Linked DNA regions of Mus musculus: regions 1, 2 and 4 are each linked to region 3. The links are chromatin contacts, called in public promoter capture Hi-C maps. All regions are on one chromosome and are shown on one strand. Each heading gives the region's core, a stretch centred on a gene start, on an enhancer-like site or on the middle of the called end of the contact. The rest is flanking DNA. Distances are from core to core; before and after follow the strand shown. Region 1 holds the start of 4933422A05Rik (RIKEN cDNA 4933422A05 gene). Region 2 overlaps Dcps (decapping enzyme, scavenger). Region 3 holds the start of Hyls1 (HYLS1, centriolar and ciliogenesis associated). Region 4 overlaps Fam118b (family with sequence similarity 118, member B).

What was found. Promoter capture Hi-C pulls out the DNA fragments that hold promoters and counts their contacts.
Region 1: a promoter capture Hi-C map of pre-B cells shows a contact between it and region 3. The contact joins the promoter of 4933422A05Rik here to the promoter of Hyls1 in region 3. A contact is called at or near these places in 16 of 39 promoter capture datasets (the C10 cell line, the HPC-7 cell line, the SN4741 cell line and 11 more), 2 of 484 Hi-C or Micro-C datasets (B cells and bone marrow-derived macrophages), 18 of 115 datasets of contacts at active chromatin or transcription factors (the 230-238 cell line, CD8 T cells, T-cell acute lymphoblastic leukemia and 11 more) and 3 of 9 other capture datasets (adipose tissue, liver and pancreatic islet).
Region 2: a promoter capture Hi-C map of liver shows a contact between it and region 3. The contact joins the enhancer-like site here to the promoter of Hyls1 in region 3. A contact is called at or near these places in 6 of 39 promoter capture datasets (the 3T3-L1 cell line, the C10 cell line, cranial neural crest and 2 more), 3 of 115 datasets of contacts at active chromatin or transcription factors (astrocytes, embryonic stem cells and stem cell-derived neural progenitor cells) and 2 of 9 other capture datasets (adipose tissue and pancreatic islet).
Region 4: a promoter capture Hi-C map of pre-B cells shows a contact between it and region 3. The contact joins the enhancer-like site here to the promoter of Hyls1 in region 3. A contact is called at or near these places in 6 of 39 promoter capture datasets (the C10 cell line, the HPC-7 cell line, cranial neural crest and 3 more), 12 of 115 datasets of contacts at active chromatin or transcription factors (the SCID.adh cell line, acute myeloid leukemia, bone marrow-derived macrophages and 8 more) and 3 of 9 other capture datasets (adipose tissue, liver and pancreatic islet).

The regions. Positions count from the first base shown.
Region 1 is chr9:35,278,571-35,282,759 of GRCm38.p6, reverse strand. It overlaps 4933422A05Rik (RIKEN cDNA 4933422A05 gene), which reads right to left and starts at 1,655. Exons shown (of 5, transcript NR_040715.1): 1 at 1,554-1,655; 2 at 163-223. It also overlaps the pseudogene Gm5614.
Region 2 is chr9:35,135,223-35,139,766 of GRCm38.p6, reverse strand. Dcps (decapping enzyme, scavenger) reads left to right here. Exons shown (of 6, transcript NM_027030.2): 3 at 3,278-3,423. Among named protein-coding and RNA genes, the nearest start is that of Gm24262, 7.1 kb to the left of the region's middle. Within about 2 kb of position 1,401, at least 19 of the 459 cell types and tissues checked have an H3K27ac peak or open chromatin away from gene starts, as enhancers often do. A contact at or near this core is called in liver, where this site is marked.
Region 3 is chr9:35,568,623-35,573,240 of GRCm38.p6, reverse strand. Hyls1 (HYLS1, centriolar and ciliogenesis associated) reads left to right here and starts at 3,172. Exons shown (of 4, transcript NM_029762.1): 1 at 3,172-3,364.
Region 4 is chr9:35,245,970-35,250,308 of GRCm38.p6, reverse strand. The region is part of intron 1 of Fam118b (family with sequence similarity 118, member B); the gene reads left to right. Among named protein-coding and RNA genes, the nearest start is that of Fam118b, 20 kb to the left of the region's middle. Within about 2 kb of position 2,713, at least 6 of the 459 cell types and tissues checked have an H3K27ac peak or open chromatin away from gene starts, as enhancers often do. A contact at or near this core is called in pre-B cells, where this site is marked.

The DNA of each region.
Region 1 (4,189 bases), core at 406-2,905, 290 kb after region 3:
AGTTCATCAAGAGGGCAAGAAAGACAAAGAATGATTTGTGGAGGATATTTGGTATTTGGTTAAAACCTATTCCCACTTTTGGGGAAGTGGAAATAAGAAATAGGCAAAATATGGGGCACTACTGCCATCTGGTGGCAGTATCAGACAATTCACTTCACTTACACTGTCATCATAAAATGAAATCTTGCCCCATGACGTTGTTTATAATTCAATCCACTGTAACCTTCAAACAAAACGAAAGAAAATTTTGTCACAACAACACCACGAGGTAATAAGATTCTCCCCACAAGTGGCTTTAGGACGATCAGCTGCCTGGCTAGACTCCCTCTTTACCCCATACATGGAAATGAGCTCAAAAGGTCTGGGAGACTTACAAGTGCTGATGGTAGACAGTCTCAAAGCTTTAAGGACAAGTATCTATGGTTTGTGTTAGTTAGTAGTTGCTGAGAAAAAGAAGAGTTGACAAAATAAACTCATCCACACAGGAACACCTTCATATTACAAGGTGTGGTGGTTTGAAGATGCTTGGCCCAGGGAGTGGCAGCCACTATTAGGCATGGCCTTGTTGGAGGAAGTGTAGGGGTGGGCTTTGAGACCCTCATCCTTGCTGCTTGGAAGACAATCTGATGCTTTCTAGGAGTGGTGGATCTGAAGGAGAAGGGAGGTGGGATGGAGGGACTGGGAGGAGAAGAGGAAGGGGAAACTATGGCTGAGATGTTATATATGAGAGAAGAGTAAGAAAAAAGGATATGAGAGTGGAAAGACAGAACTGTTGGGAGTGAGAAGTAAATAAAAGAAGGGGATGCTGGGAGAACATGATCAAAATATCTTACATTCATGTATGAAATGAATAAATTTAAAATATTGTAAAATAAAAGAAAGGATGAAGCTTCCTGTCCCGGCCGCCATCGGAGAGCAGCAGCCATGGCTCTGTGCTACCCCATGGCCGTGGGCCTCAACAAGGGCCACAAGGTGACAAAAAATGTCAGTAAGCCGAGACACAGCCGGCGACGTGGGCGCCCCACCATACACACCAAGTTCGTGCAGGACATGATCCGGGAGGTGTGCGGCTTCGCGCCCTACAAGCGGCGAGCCATGGAGTTGCTCAAAGTGTCCAAGGACAAGCGCGCACTCAAGTTCATCAAGAAGAGAGTGGGCACGCACATCCGCGCCAAGAGAAAGCGGGAGGAGCTGAGCAACGTGCTGGCAGCCATGAGGAAGTTGGCGGCCAAGAAGAATTGATGAGCCCTCCCCCAATAAAAGATGGTTCCTACAAAAAAAAAAAAAAAAAAAAGATGAAAAGGGGGAAAGCAGGGCTGAAGAGATGGCTCGGTGATTAAGAGTACTGATTGTTGTTCCAGAGGTCCTGAGTTCAATTCCCAGAAACCATAGGGTGGCTCACTACCATCTATAATCATTGCTGGTGAGAATATATATTAGTGCATTCAGAGTGGAAATCAAATCAACATGGATGTTCCTCAAAAAAAAAAAAAAAAATAGGGTGCTGGAAAGATACCCAAGGGTTAAGAGCATTAGCTGTCCTTCTACATGACCTAGGTTCAATTCCAGTCTGCATGTGAGAGACCAAATCGTTTGGGTTCAGACTCCATCTTAGAAAACCTAACCTAAGGTTGAACGTGAGTTATTAACCAACTGGCACCTAGCACCAGTTTCCAGGTTACCAGATTCCAACCCCACCCCCACCCCCTTCCACAAGACCTGTGCCTAGTACCAGTTTCCAAGTTATTCCCCAACAAATCTGTTTCTCCAGATTAAAAGCCTGCCCCTAACAAACACCTCACTTCTTAGCAACCACCAAACAGGAAGAAAACAGAAGTTAAGTTTATGATTTGGTTCCCAGTACCAGCCAATTATGTTAAAGGTTATAATGGCTCCCCAGTCAGATAGTCCCTTCTTGCTTCTATCATGCTTGCCTAAAACTAGGCTCAGGGCTCCACCTTCCTACTGTGCAAGGGATGCCTGGGAGCCCAAGCTCCAGCTTGAATAAGGAGACGCTAATGCAACTGCATTGGATTCAGCTCCTTGGTGATCTTTCGGGGGTTCACAAATGTTTCCTGGCATACATAACACATGATGTGAGAGAGCTATAGCGGAGCTTCAAGAGCATCATGCCCATGGCAGAGACACATGGGGATCTAGAGCTCAGAGAAACCAAGGAAAAAGACCAACTGTCATCAGCACACAGGAGGAGGGTGCCAAGCTCACCTGGATCTGCAGGTGAAAGTGGAGCTCAGCAGGGTGTCTGCCCAGAACCCTTCTAAAAGCCTGGATGTCAATCAAATGAGAAGGCATAGAAGGAGCTCTTGAAGCCCTGAGCAGGAGACCCAGTTATCAGATGTAAAGACACATGTAGTTTGAAGGCTGAAAATGGATTTGTGGGCTTAGGTAGAACATTCCCAGGCTGAAAAAAATCCCACATACCCAAGAGGCAAGTTACTGCTCTCAGAGTGGGCTTCGGGTGAGCCACCTGCCCCTCCAGACTCTGCAGTACTTCTCAGAGGCACAGATACATATCTCATAGAAGGCTAACAACAAAGCTGTACTTGGGCAGCTTTTTGGCATTTCCCATCACAAGTTCTCATTTTTAAATTATGTGCATGTATGACTTTAAGGGGGAAGAAAAGAGGGGGACACCATCTTCACACACTAGTTACATGATGTAACTGCTGTTGATCAACATTCTAACCCGGTGAAGTTCATGTTAGGCATGGCACAGGTTCCTCCAGTTTCTCAAACCATGCTAACAGATCCTCTTACTGTATCTGTGACAATTACAGATGTCACCTTATACAGCAAGACCCACTGCTTAAGCAGGCCAACCCAGCAAGGATCTGATAAATATTTAAACCCTTTCTAAGGTATAAGAGAACACAGAAAAGGGACTTCGTTGTTTTCCCTGCCTCAAACACTGCTGTGAAGAGAAGCTCCAACAGGGAAGTCCAGTTCTCTCTAGAAGATAGGCACAGCCTTGGTATGCCCTACATCCAGGCTGGCCTTTGGGCTGCTGCCTGGCTCCTGGGAGGTAGCAGTGCCTGAGAGTTCTCCAAGCACCTACCAGGTCATGGCCCACCCCATTGGCCATTTGGGTTTCTGAATCAAAGCCAATTAGTGGTATTTTCTAGGTGTCAAATTCTTGTCCCTGTGTCTTTCAATTTGAATCAATCGAGCCTCGGATAACCCTCATTGGCTACCATACTGACACTGTGCAAAGCTTGTCCCTGTATCTTGAGAAGCACAGATAATGGCAAACAAACAACGTGTGTAGCCTGCTGCCAAACTCAGACACCATGATTTTAGATGATCAAGTGTTGCTAAACCTTTTCCTCTTTGCCGATAGGAAACGTGTCTAATGAGCTGAAGACAGGGGCAAGAAAGATTTATTCAGATTGCCAGCCAAAGGAGATGATGCCAGGCTGTCTCCAATAAAGATCATCTTAGCTTATTATGGTTTGAGCCCTTTCATCCCTAAGCAAGGGGCAAGAACTGGAGCTTATGTTGAGAAACTTCTAGCTGCCACTTCAGGGATCTCCAATGGGACTATCCTGACAGTTGCTATGCAGGTAGCCATAAATATGTACTGCCTCCATAAATACTAAAAACATCATAGCGACTCTTATTTTGGATAGAAGCAATCCATTGGCCTTAGAAGCCAAAACTTTCCTGCCAGCCATTCAAGATAGAAAGAGAAAAGTTTCAGACTCCCAGTCCTGGACAAACATTTTCTTAAGTGATGGGCATGTCTGCATGCTGAGCTGAGCTGAGCAGACATCTGGCCCCAAAAGCAAGCAGATTCACTATAAAGAAAGAGATGCCAAGCCTTTAATCATCCAAGCCATCCACTGACATGTGTCTAAATGGTCATTGCTGTCAGCAGGAAAGCCTTCACTTCTCTAAAAGATAACTTAGGCAACCATTGCTATAACCCACATCAAGGTGACACCTATATCAAAACTAGTGCCTGACTAACAATATATTGCTCAGCTACCTGGCCACATTTAGTGATTTTTACAACCCATTAAAGCCAAGTCTGAGGAGCATTTTCTCGATTAAATGTCCTCTGCAGGCAAGCTGTGTCACCCCCGGGCAAGTGGCCCTGGATTGCACAAGCGAGCACACTGAGCAAAGCCATGGGGAGGAACCCTGTAAGAATGATTTCTCTGCTTCAGTT
Region 2 (4,544 bases), core at 152-2,651, 430 kb after region 3:
TTGTCAACTCAGCGGGAGGTGGCCCAAATGTGGGTGCAGCAGGAAAGGGGGTGAATGAACTAACTGGGCTGTGGCCTCACACTAGCATGCAGGGCTCCAAAAACCCCTGTGGGGTTCCAGCAGCTTCTGGGGAAGGAAGGCCAAAGCCTGGGGGGTTTCTCCATGCTGAGGTGGGTGGAGGACAGGTGAGGGCTGGCTCGGTGAGATTCCTGTCTCCCTGCACCCTGGGTGGCTGGGCCAGATCCTTGACAAGCCTGGGCAGACTAGGGCTCACTCTCTGGAACCCCAGGAGCCCCAGGCTACCTGCCCTGGGCCGTGCGTCCTCTGCCAGCTGAATCAGGCTGTTTTCCAGTGTCAACCTCCTCTTTGTTCCAGGATCTCTCCCCAACTCTGAGAGAGTTCCCTTGCCAAGGCCCATATCTCTCTCTCTCTCTCTCTCTCTCTCTCTCTCTCTCTCTCTCTCTCTCTCTCTCTCTCTCTCTCTCTCTCTCTCTCGGTGTGTGAGAAAGTTCCTGAATGTCTCCCACCCGCTGGCTGGTGTAGTTCTCATACCAACACTGCCAGCATAGTGCCGTTATCACCGTCAGTTATATAGGTGAGAGAAATTGAGCAACAGAGAGGGTTGGCCGCTTGCCCTTGATCACACAGCCAGTGGATGCAGACTCCGGGGTTGTACCCAGGCTACTCGGCCCAAACTTCTATTCTCATCCTCTACCTTGCACTACAGATGTTATGTCATTTTCCTCAAGGCCCCGGAAAGGTCCAGGGTGCCCTTCAGTCTCTTTTACAAAGTCTCTTGGCTCTTGAGATTCATGTGCCTGGTGTCTGACCATGGGTTATTAGAGAGTCGTGAAGAGTGAAAAGCAAGAGTTTCTTTCCAGAAGGTTGTGAAGATCTTGTGCCTTATTTCCAGGGTCAGGTCCAGAGAATGAGACTTAACTCCCCTGGTGATCCAGACGGCATGCTTTACTCAATGCTAACAGCAGCTGAGAGGCAGCTTTTGTGTTCACCGTTTTTAACAGTCGAACAATCTGAGCCTCTAAGAGGCCATATGATCAGGGTCACCCAGCAGAAAAGGTAAACTATTTGGCTACTCTGATCCCATACTCGGGGCTCTCCACCATGCCACCCTGTCTCAGAGGCGATGGAATGGGTGTGTGCTTGGTGTGTCACCTGCATATGGCAACCGAGCTTTAGAAGAACTGGGTTGCCATCTTGAAAGACCACTTCAAGCTAAAGTGGCCTTTGTTCCAGTCTTGCCTCTGCTGTGTCCTCAGCAGCACACTGGATGAGCTCTGAATTCCCACCGCTCTCCCTCTCATTCACGCAAGTACAGGAGAACCATCTGCATCCTCAGAGCCAGTGTGAAAGTGCAGGCTGCTGGTTCGCAGCTGGGTGCTGATGTAAGTCTCAGGGAATGTTATTCCCTGGATGATCGGACCTGAGTCCCACAGAGAAAGCGTGTGGGGCTCTTTAGAAACATCCAGCTGATTTTGCAACACCAGGTCACCATCCTTCCCTCCCCCAGTAACCTTTGTTCAGGCACCAGCTGTGCCACATGTTATCGACAGTAGTGACCTAACCATAGCCAGGTGGTGCTAGACCAGAGCATTCGAATGTAGTCTGCTCAGGAAAATTATAGGATTTCTCCCCGACCCCTCCAGACACGGTTTCTCTGTGTAACAGTCTGGGCTTGCCCTGGAACTCACTCTGTACACTAGACTGGCCTCAAACTCACAAGAGATCTTGCCTGCTTAGACTAAGAGTGTGAGCCCGCACACTGGGCTCAGGATTTCTTGATTATTAAAACTGATATTCTAGCACTTGGGAGACAAAGGCAGGATCTCCACAAGTTCAAATCCAGCCTGATCTATTTAGTGATTTCTAGGCCAGCCCTAGGCTACAAAGTGAAAGTGTATCAATTAGACAGACACACAAATAAACAAACATTCTGCCCTAGTTAGGGTTGCTATTGCTTTGTTGAAACACCCATCACCAAAAACAAGTTGGAGAGGAAAAGGATAATTTGTCTTAAACTTCCACAGCAGTGTTGATCATGGGAGGAAGTCAGGATAGAAACTCAAATAGGGCAGGAACTTGAAGTCAGGAGCTGATGCAAAGGCCACGACGGGGTTCTTCTTGCTGGCTTGTGCCCTGTGGTTTGCTCAGCCTGCTTTCTTTGAGAACCCAGGACCACCAGCCAAGGGGTGGCATCACTTTGACCCTCCCCCATCAATCACTAATTACGAAAATGCTGGATCTTATGGAGGTGTTCTCTCAATTGAGGCTAGAAAACTATCTAGCACAATTGACTCATTGTCAACTTGACACACGCACCACTGTTAAGCTATAGCCTCTCCTTTCTTGATTGTCCTCAAGGTCACAGATTAATAACACTGCAATATAAAATATTTTACAAGCTTAAAAATCCCACAGTCTTTACAATTCAAACACTTTTAACATTCCGAAGGATGGTTTGGAAATCTCTACAGACATTTGATTGTTCCAGAGGAAGGGGACACTAGCATCCAAGCTGAGGCTAGGCTACTGCAGAATTAGACACGATACAGTACACTGCGCCATAGAGCCATCCAAGCCAGAGTCATTGATGGTGCTACCCGAGAAACCTGGATTCAACATCTAACGAGTTGTGTGCTTATTTGTGTTACCACAGTGTGTGCAGAGGTCAGAGACCAGCTTGCAAGAGTTGGTTTTCTCCATCTACCATGTGGGTTTAAATTCAAGTTATCATGTGCCTTTACCCCATCAGCACTTCTGAAGTGCTCTATAAGCAGCAGACATTGCTCTAAGAGCTTCTCAGGTAACTGACTCACTTCATATATAACATAAGAACTGTTGCTGTCTTCACTTGGTAGATGGTAACACAGAAGTTAAGTAACTAGACCAAATTCCCAACTGGGAGCCACAGTCCTACTCGGAGCGAGTGAGAAGCAGGCACGGGTAGGCCTTAAGCCCAGACAGCCTGGCTCCAGAGTCCACACTGAGCCACTAAGCTACTTAAGGGAGCCACTAAGACTCAAGCTATACTGCCTGCTTTGCATCCAGAAAGCCACATGCCTAGCCATTCGCATACAAGAAGTGAGAAACTTTTGGTCACTCACTGTGCCTGAAACATGTGTTTAATATCATGAGGGGCCAGAGAACCAAGAGTAAAAGCTTTTTTTTTTTTTTTTTTTTTTTTTTTGGCCATGAATGTTGCTTACCTCGTGAATTTAATGGTCTTACTTTCTAATCAGACTGTGCTGTGTTGTTGTAGATATAAAAACAACTGTGGTGTACCCTGCCACAGAGAAACACCTGCAAAAATACATGCGTCAGGACCTCCGCCTGATCCGAGAGACTGGAGATGACTACAGGACCATCACCTTACCCTACCTGGAATCCCAGAGCCTTAGCATCCAGGTGACTGACTGCCAAGTCTCATACACTGTCCTGAAGCTAGTTTGTCTTTTCGCAAGCCCCTGTTGGGGTCGTCCCAGAAATAGTACACAAATACCCAAGGGCCTGGACAGTCTGTGTGACTGTGAGGCTGCAAAGAGGAGTGTAGACGGACTCTGTGGGGTAGAGCTGCCTGGTGTGGGCTGGTTGCCCTTTTATTCAGGACAGTCAGTGCAGGCTTTGTGATCTTTTGCCCTTTATGAGGTACTGGGGCTTGCTACTGATGTTCTCTGAGAAGTCCATCTCACCGGGGAAATGTTATCTGCTCTGTAGTAGCCCTGGACAGCCTCTGACTGTGTCCTCACTAAAGATCTGTGAGTGGGTAAAAGCCTTCTGTTGGGCTAGATGACCTTGATCCAGCCTCTTATCCCCCTAGTCTTTCCTGTAGCAATCCAGCCTGCAGGAGCCAAGTCTTGGAGCGAACACTTCCTGTCACTCAGTCCCCCTTGTGTTCGTTCCACAGCAGGCTGTATTCTGTCGTCCCCAGTGTGTGTTTAGTATAGACCTGTGTATACAAAGGTGACAGAGTGATGTGGCTGAGCCAGATACAGGATGCTTAGCTCAGATATCCTGGCAGTTCTTTGGGTTTAGGCCCAGTGCCAACCAGAGCCTCTGCCTGGAATTAGCCCCATGTGGCTACTCACAGTTAAATATGATTGATGCATATTGATGAGTCACTTCCTTGCCCACTCACTGGCTTCAGTGGCTCCCCACTGTCGCTCACGGGCGTTCTCTTTGGGCCCTTTTTATCCTCCTTCCAGACTCAGGGGTACATGGTAGAGAGTATTCTTAGGTGGGAATACACAGCCATTCCTCTTGAGTTCAGAAGTGGGAGGCTGCTGTTCTCTCAGTTGTAAGGGAGAGAAGTGAGGAGGCGGGAGACGTTGTTCCACTCGGGAGGCCATGTGCTGAGACCGGGCAGTCCAGCCGGTGCCCCCCACCTCGCCCCCCAGCAGCGTTTGCTCACAGATTCCTTCGGATCAAGGTCTTTTATTTTCTCCTCTCTTTTGTAAAAATCAAGGCAAGGTGTCCTAGTTTCCTTTCCGCTGCTATGATTAAAATATCCTGATATAAAGCGACCTGGG
Region 3 (4,618 bases), core at 1,923-4,422:
GCATATGTAATGAGAGGTCTGAGATTGTTCTTCATCCAGTGTAGCCCAGAGAAAGAGAAAATTCAGACACCCCTGTACTTTGTATTCTAGGTGCTCAATAGCTGAGGAATTTCAAAGTGGGTCAGATTTCAGCAACTTGAGGGCAGTTAAAGGGGCTTGGTGGAAGGAAGAAAAAAAAAAAAAGGACTGGAACTAAGAGTTAAAGAGGCACAAGATGTGGTAGAAGGAGACAAGAAGGCATCTAGATAGGAAGTCTCCACAGAACTCCAAGAGCTTTGGGAACAGTGAACAAGTAAAACGGGCTAAGAAGAAGGTTCGCACAAGGGGACACTGGGAAACAATGCTGAAAGGTACTGTAGACTGTCTGGGTTGTAAGGATCCCAGCAAGCGTCACGGCTTACAGGAAAAAGATTCGTGCGAAGTAAGAAGGGACTTAGGCTATTTCAAACATTCAGAGTCTGATCCTGAGCTGTTTAATTTTGAGATATTTAAATATGGTAAAACTTTAGAAACAAGCTTCCTCATGATTATCACAACAAATCTTAAGGCTGAAACTCCCTTGCAAATGTGTTTTGCAGAGCACCTTCCAAAGGAATGAAGTTTATTTTATTTATTTTTTTTATTAGATATTTTCTTTACATTTCAAATGTTATCCCCTTTCCTAGTTCCCCTCTGAAAATCTTCTATCCCCTTGCCCCTCCCCCTGCTCCCCAACCCACCCACTCCCCCTTCCTGGCCCTGGTATTCCCCTATATTGGGGCATAGAACCTTCACAGGACCAAGGGCCTCTCCTCCCATTGATGACCGACTAGGCCATCCTCTGCTACATTTGCAGCTAGAGTCCTTCCATGTGTTTTCTTTGACTGGTGGTTTAGTCCCAGGGAGGAATGAGTTCTATTGACTGAGAAACAACGCTTAGGATAAAGGTCTAGGAGGAAGGGTTTATAACAAGTATGGTATCAACACTCTTTTAAAAAGTGTATGAGACCTCTTTCATAAGGATGGGTTCTACTGACTGAAAGACAACTCTCAGGAGTTGGGGAATTCATGCGGAGGCTAGTTCCACAGAACAGCAAAAGATCAGCATGTTATCTGCCTCTCTGTCTCTCTGCTTCCCAGCTACCACAAGATGAGCAGCTGTGTTCTGCTCCCTCTACTTCTACCCACCGTGATATTCTGCCCAACCATCACCTAAGAACAGTAGCCCTAAATGAGCATGAGCTCAAACTTGGAACCACAATAAATCTGTCCTCCATTTCAGTGTCTCTATTAAGTCACAGCAACAGAATGCTAACACACACCTCAAATACAATGTGCTCAAAGCTTAACTCTACCTCACCCAAAAAAGTCTTTTTCCAGTATCTCCTGTTCGAGAAAAGAACATTCAGCTGCACCAGCCAGAAATCTATGAACTAAGAAACCACACTTGATCTCTCACACCTCAGCCTTATAAAATATGTGTTCTGGTCATAGACACAAAATATATCTGTCTTTCCCCTTCTTAATATCCTGGCCATTACCATCCTAGCCTACGTACCACAACCTATGCCTCGAATATGCAATTATGTCTCATTCAGATTTTACATAAAATTGTGCATTCCTCTAATCCATTATTCTCAAGGAAAGAAAATAATTTCAAGAATAAACCTGAGTATTTCATAGCATGCCCCAATTCTGCTTCAGATACCCAGTTCCATAGTTCTTTGGCTAAAGTCAGATTTGCTCCCATTGGCCTACATGACCTACCTCTTAAGCTCATCTCTACTGCCTACCTTTGTTCTGTTTCTCAAATCTGAGTCTGCCATCTGCCTACATCAAGGCCAGCCTGGGCTACATGGCAAGCTCCTAACTTTGAGGTATAGAAATGAAGCTGAATGTCCAAAAGTAGGTAAGAAAATGAATCATCTAACCTTGCTTAAGACACATTAGCTGGAGGTTCCATGCTAAAGGAAATTCCATACAAGCATTACATGAAAGCAGGATATTTGTCCTAAGAATGTGTGTAATAAAGTAGTGTCACATTGTCCATCAAGGGGTAGTCATTCAGTTTTCATAAATTCTTAACTGCCTCAGAGGTAGAGCAAGGGCCCTGATTAAAAAGCTAAGTAGGCAAGTGATAAGAGGCAGAGGCAGGTGGATTTCTGAGTTTGAGGCCAGCCTGGTCTACAAAGTAAATTCCAGGACAGCCAGGGATATACAGAGAAACCCTGTCTCAAAAAGCAAAAAAAAAAAAAAAAAACCTCAACAAAAAAAGAATTGTTTGGAAGATTTAAGCATTCTAGCATTTGAGGGGTGGGGGTACGTATGAGTGCTCTGTCTGATGAACACCCGCTCCCAGAAGAGAGCATAAGATCCCTTTATGAGCCAACCATGTGCAACTATGTGATTACTAGGAATTGAACTCAGGACCTATGGAAGAGCAACCCGTGCTCTTAACCCCAGAGCTATCTTAACAACCCAGCTTTCTATATATTAAGAAATAAACACCTATTTGTATTTGATGTAGAAAGTTAAAGTACGGGGGATGGGGGCCTCTTTTCCGATCTTACCCTCAGTAGTCCCCAAAGCACTAGGGTCCCTTTTTTTTTCTTTGTAAGTACACAAATCATTGTAAACGTCAGACATACATGTAATATTTTTATTATACTATTTTGTTAACAGTACGCTAGAAAAGGAGGGCAATAATAGTGCGTTCTGGAAGAGTGCATACCGTGCCGCGGGGACCGCTGCAGCTGGAATTGGTCGGGCGGTCCTATCGCGGGTTGCAGTGGAGACCGACTCACGAGCCGGGCCAGCCACGCCCCAGAACCCTCCCCTCCGCTACCCTCCGACGCCGCCGGCCACAGCCAAGAGCGGCTGCGGCACGGAGCAGGGCCAGCCCGTTGCCTAACCGCCAGACTAACACCCACACGACCAAGAAACAGATTCCGCGCCACGGTCCGGCGGGTTCCCACTTCAGCTCCACGCCCCAAACCCCGCTTCCGGGCCCGAGGTTGGGGAGGGCTTAGAGAAAATGTGCACCAATCGTTATGTAGACGTGGAGAACGTCTGGCCTCTGGACCAACGAGAGAGATGGTGGGCGGAGCCAAAGGCGTGGGCTCTCTTCGGGATTTAAACTTGAACAGCGGACCGTTAACGACTACGCTGAACGTGGAGGTGTCGTGCGCCTGCGCGAGTGGGAAACAGCGTTCCGGGGTGAGCCGCGACTGCTAGACCCTGGGCAGCGGCGGCCGAGGCTGGTGAGGATCACGGAGCCGGAGCGGTGGACCTTTCCTGGGACAGGGTGCAGCGGAGCCCACGCTCTTTCCCTCGGCCGCTGCGCGTGGATTCGCGTTTTCTTCCCTGCCAGGTTCTGGCGTTCAAGGTAAATCTCGGCAGCGTTGCTCGGGACGTCTTTAACTCGCAGCCCGAGCACAGGCCGCCCAAGCCCCTGCAGGTCACAATGTAATGTACACCTTGCCTGCGCCACTTTTGCCCGGTGGGCAAGCGAGTGGACAGAGCCCTCCCTGCCAGCATGGAAACGGGGACGGGTCCCTGGGGAAGTCGAGCTCACGGCACGCCCGTGGCCAGATGGTGCGACTGGTGGTGTTATTGTTGGAAGAGCAGGGAAGTAGCCTCAGGTTTGGGTTACACCTTCCGTGGATTCAAGTGTACAGCCGGCTTGCTTAGGATTTAGGATAGCAAGTAAAACTGAAGGAACCCCTCTGGGTGATCTTACCCCAGAAAGAGTGAGAAAACCCGTATAAAAACTATACAATACAAACAAAAATATCACTGTGCCCTTTCTTTCAAGTTGGCTAGGTTTTTTCAGTGTGCAGTGCTGATGAAAGTGAAAATAGAGGCACTCTAACGCGTGTGTTGAGGTAATAATCAGTTTTTCTAGAGAGCAGTTTGTCATTCAATTTAGAAGTTAAATTGCACCATAATTTCAGTTATAGCCAAATACAGGAATTTAAAGGGTTAAAAATCCCACCCCACCCCCCAGCCCTGAATCTTTTTACTGTAACTAGGTAATCCTGGAGCATTAAACTGTTTGAGGGTTTTTTGTTTTTAAGGGAAAGGTAATTTTAGTCACTATTACCCATATTTATCCTCGATATATAAGATGGCTTAGCTTGTGAGATCGTTGTAAGCAAAGGAACTGAGTATAACCTATAAACATGAGAAGTTGCATTTCACTTGTAAGCATCTACATATTTGAGGTGTAAAAATGAAGGGGACATAATTTGAACACAAAGGAACAGGACTTTATCACTGTAAGGATGCCATTAAAAATCATCTTGGCTTTAGTCTAAAATCACCCCAGGCCAACTCCAGAAGAGATATATACATGTCTCAATTAAACTTCAAAACCTTTTGAAGTAATTCCACTTTTTAAGTGAAGTAAGCTTTATTCCCTACTTTACATTTTTCTAACATTCAGTCCTACTTTGGAGTTTGTATAAATATTCTCTCTCTGAAGTAATTTTGTAAAAATACCTTTAGGAGCTTCTCATTGACTGCTTCTGTGATGACAACCAAGAAGCTAACTGAACCCATTTTCTTTTATATTCATCCCCAGACAACCTCTTAAGAGGATTTGCCTCAGCCTTGAACTCTTGCTTCTATAGACTCCAGA
Region 4 (4,339 bases), core at 1,464-3,963, 320 kb after region 3:
ACACCCTCTGGCTTCTGAAACACACAACACAGACATGATGCTCAGACATATGTGCACTATATATATAAACTATAACTGATAATAAGAAATCCAAGATCATGAGCCTGAAATTTTAATATGACTTCTTTGGAGCTTGACTGAAATGACTTACTGAAATCTTGGGTTTGCCTGGTAGTTCTGAAGGTCTCTGATAACCCTTGCCACTAATGGGATGGGAGTGAGTGTTGGTAAAAGAACAACATCAAGTTTGCATGATTCCTGTGTCAAGTTTTCAAGAAATGAGTTTAATGAAGCTATTTTCTGACAAAAGTCAAAGGTTTCTGGGAGGATGCTTAAGAATAACGACAGGAGCTAAGGTTAACCATGGGTAGAAGAACATTTTAAGCCTTGGTTAAAGAGAGTAGTCAAATCCCTGCTCAGCTAGACATTGTTACACTGTTCCTGTGAGTCTCAGGAGGACATAGCAAGCTTGCTTTGAGCACTAGTAGGAAAAGCTACAGTCCACATTGTGGACTGGATTTATCAACTCTCCATGGAAAATATTTTACTGAATGTGTTTGCTTCAACAAGATTGTGGAATGCTCCTTTGAAGTCCCTTTACTTATCCTGAGCACCCCCCCTCCCCCACCCACCACAGCTGCTAACACAGATGTGTTGGAATTGGTCCAAAAGCCATGATTTGAGGGGCTTGGGTTTTTCTCAAGACATGGGATGACTGCCATTTTCCTTGAGAGAGAGAGAGAGAGAGAGAGAGAGAGAGAGAGAACACTTTTCTGGTTTTTGGGGGGTTTGTTTGTTGCTGCAGAAGAAAAAGTGTTCTGTATAATTTTTCATAAACAAAAAATAGAGATGCTTGCTGCAAGAAATGTGCAGATCTTTTACACTAGTTATTTGTAAATCCTTTGTTTCCTGGCCAAAAACCAACACATGTTGGACTTTCCTACTACTAGCCTTAGTCCATCTGCCTACCTCTCACATGGTGTTATTCTAAGTTCTTTGTAGCATGCAGCTTGCCTGGGTCGAGTGCTGAGTGTGTGCTGGAACCCGTGAGGATGAGGGAGCAGTTAGGAGACTCCCCTGAATGCTGAGTGCAGAGAAGAGCCAGAGTTGCCTTTTCCCTGCCTCCAGGATGCGAAAGCTAGGGCTCCTGGGATTCTGGTGGTTTCAGAACCCAGCTCCATTAAGTGACAGCCTATCTATCATCCAGATAACTACTCCCTTTCTCTCCCCTCTCTTTACACCGCATCCCCTTTTCCCAGGATTTTTCTTAGAAAGTTACCTTGCCCCTCCAACTGTTTCCTGAAGATGACAGGTTTCAAAATGTAAATGCTGTCTGTTTTGAAATTTTTATAGAGGTTCTCATGCAGACCCAGGTTGGCCTTGAATTCACTATGTAACTGAAGCTGGCCTTGAACTCATGATCCTTCTGTCTCTACCACTCATGATCTGGGATTACCATCCTGCCAAGTATTCTCTCTCATTTGGAAAATTTGTCGTGGAAATTGTGTTAAAGACACCACTGTCACTTTTGTTAGTGTTCACTAAGCATCTGCCTTTGATTTTCATATATTCTGTTAGCCTTGAAGGACTTCTCAGTGGTTTCAGAGTCATTGGAGTAACAAGGACACCCACTGCCACAGGTAATGCCTCTGTTTACATGTGACAGAAAACTGTTTCCACTTACTACCACTGCCTTGTCCAAGGCTTCAGAGATTGACTCGACCAGGGCAGAAAGGAAAACAAAAATAAGAAAAGAGAGACAGAAAGAAAGGATGGGATTGGATGGTCTAGGCTCTCTAATGGAGAAGCTAAAGCCAGCTCAGTATGTTTATTATTATAGAGCTGCAAGGGCGGAAGAGTTATCCCATACAGCTGAACAAGGAGGCAAGCTTAGTTAATCTCAGTAGGAACAGTCTGTGTCAGAGAGAAGTCTTCAGGTCATAAATATCTGATGGTAGACAGCTATAGTGGACATTGTCTGCACATGTTGTTAACATCTGCACTTAGACCCCAGGAAGGCTTTGCCATTGAGCCTCATCTGAGGAAGGCTTTTCTTCTCTCATTGGGGTCCCTGAAAAGTCCTTGGCCTGGCCGTGCCCAAGGAAACAACACACATTCACTCAGGACTCCACTCACTTCTTATACATAGCAAATTCCACCTAGATGAAAGCTCAAACAGTAGTCACAGAGCATAATTCACGTGTGAACTAACTAGTTGGTACATGTTAGGGATTCTCTGCCAGACTGCCGTACTTACCTCTGAAGCTCTTTAGCAGCACTATGTAGTGTTCAGGGTAAGTGCTGCCCCAAAACAATACTCAATGACTAAGAACAATTTTACAACGTACTCACTGGGATAGGCACATTTCTCATGTGACATATCCCTTTATTGAGGACCGAGCATTAGTCTGCTCAAAATTAAGATGAATGGGTGAACAGCTGGGATAAAGACATACAGAATTACTTTTGATTCAGCTTCTCGGTGCGGACCTAAACATTCCAGTCAGAACCTGTTGAGTGTTTTAGTTTCCTTAAACTTCAACCCCTGAAATGAGCCTTCAGCAAGGTCCTGTAGAGAAAAGCATCAGAAATTAACCAGTAGTCAGGTTGAAAATCCAACAAAGCAAATGATGCATTTCTCTGTTTCCCAGAGCTGTGTTGGTGGCCAGCGGCAGCTAGAAGTGTGTAACACACAGTTCTTCCAGCTTCCACACTGAGCGGGCTGCATAGTGCATACTGCCACTATGACTAATTGTGAAATGGCCATCAAGTACATCTGCTTGCTACAATTTTAGCACTTAAAAAATTAGTTCTGGACTTGAAATATTTTAAAGCTAAAAAACTAGCAGTGGTGTTACTGAGAACATGGCATTACAAGCTGAGTTGCTGTGGTTTGCCTTCTGAAACGAAGTACCAAAGGTTTTTGTGCTGTAGCTTTCTCATCGTAAAGTAAGTTAATCGTGCAGGTTGAGACCCCTTCCTTTTCTTAAATGTTTGAGACCACAAGTATTTCATTTCAGGTTTGGGTTTTGTTTTTTGTTGTTGTTCTTGTTTTTTTTAATATTTAGGTTCACACAATGTGGTATCTTGGAAATGAGGCATAAGTCTGAAACATGGTTTTTATTTATTTATTTTTTTTATGTACACATAGCCTGATGGTATTGTAAAGAATATTTTTAGTGAACCTGCATTTTTACTGTAATTTGTTGTCAGGAATAGAGTTTTGTACTTGTTGGCATCTTATCAGGGGTCCAAATGTTTTCAATTTTAGAACACTTTGAATTTTAGATTTTCATGTAAGAGTCAATCTATAATACCCAATTAAGGTTTTAGGGATTAAATTAACTAATAGTTACAGATTGTACATGTCTTGTAATAAGTACTATGTTTTGTCTTGGTCTGTTTGTTTGTTTGTTTGAGGCAAGATTTCTTTGTGCAGCCTTGACTGTCCAGGAGCTCTGTCTGTAGACTGTGATGCCTCAAACTCAGAGATCCACCTGCCTCTGCCTCCCATGTGTTGTATTACCACTGCCCAGCAATTTTTAAATTTTTAAACAAAACTGACTTAGTATTTGAATTGAACACTAAATCATGAATATTCCAGTATTCAAAACTTATATTAAGTTTCATTTACTATACTTTCTCAGTGCTCAATGGCTTTACTTGGGTTTAATTTGTCTAAGTAATGGATTTTTGGAACCATGTTTATGGAGGGAGGGCACATAAATATGTTTGCCTTCCTTAGTGTTACTTTAAATCACATCCCCAGAGATTGTGGTTTGTGTGAAAGAAGTTATCGGTTTTGTTGTTATTATTTTTGGTTGGTTGGTTCTCTGTAAACATAGATGTTAGGCAGAAAATGACTTCTGCCGGGCAATGGTGGCGCACACCTTTAATCCCAGCACTCGAGAGGCAGAGGCAGGCGGATTTCTGAGTTCGAGGCCAGCCTGGTCTACAAAGTGAGTTCCAGGACAGCCAGGGCTATACAGAGAAACCCTGTCTCAAAAAACAAAAAACAAAAAAAAAAAAAGAAAGAAAGAAAGAAAGAAAGAAAGAAAGAAAGAAAGAAAGAAAAGAAAAGAAAGTGACTTCTATTATATAAAATAGAACTTAGTGAAAATATTTCAGAGATGGTCCAACCCAGACTGTCAGCAAGTAGAAAGCTTTGAGACACTAAGAAGTGAAACACCCTTAAGAGTAGGAAGGCTGACAGTGGTGTACCTTCTGTGTACCCAACATTCACAAAGATTCTGGAGTCTAGAAAAGTTAAGTTTAATTTTATCTAACTGTCCCCTTTTATTTAAGACTGACTTTATTTTTAAAAGTTTACAGTATTCTT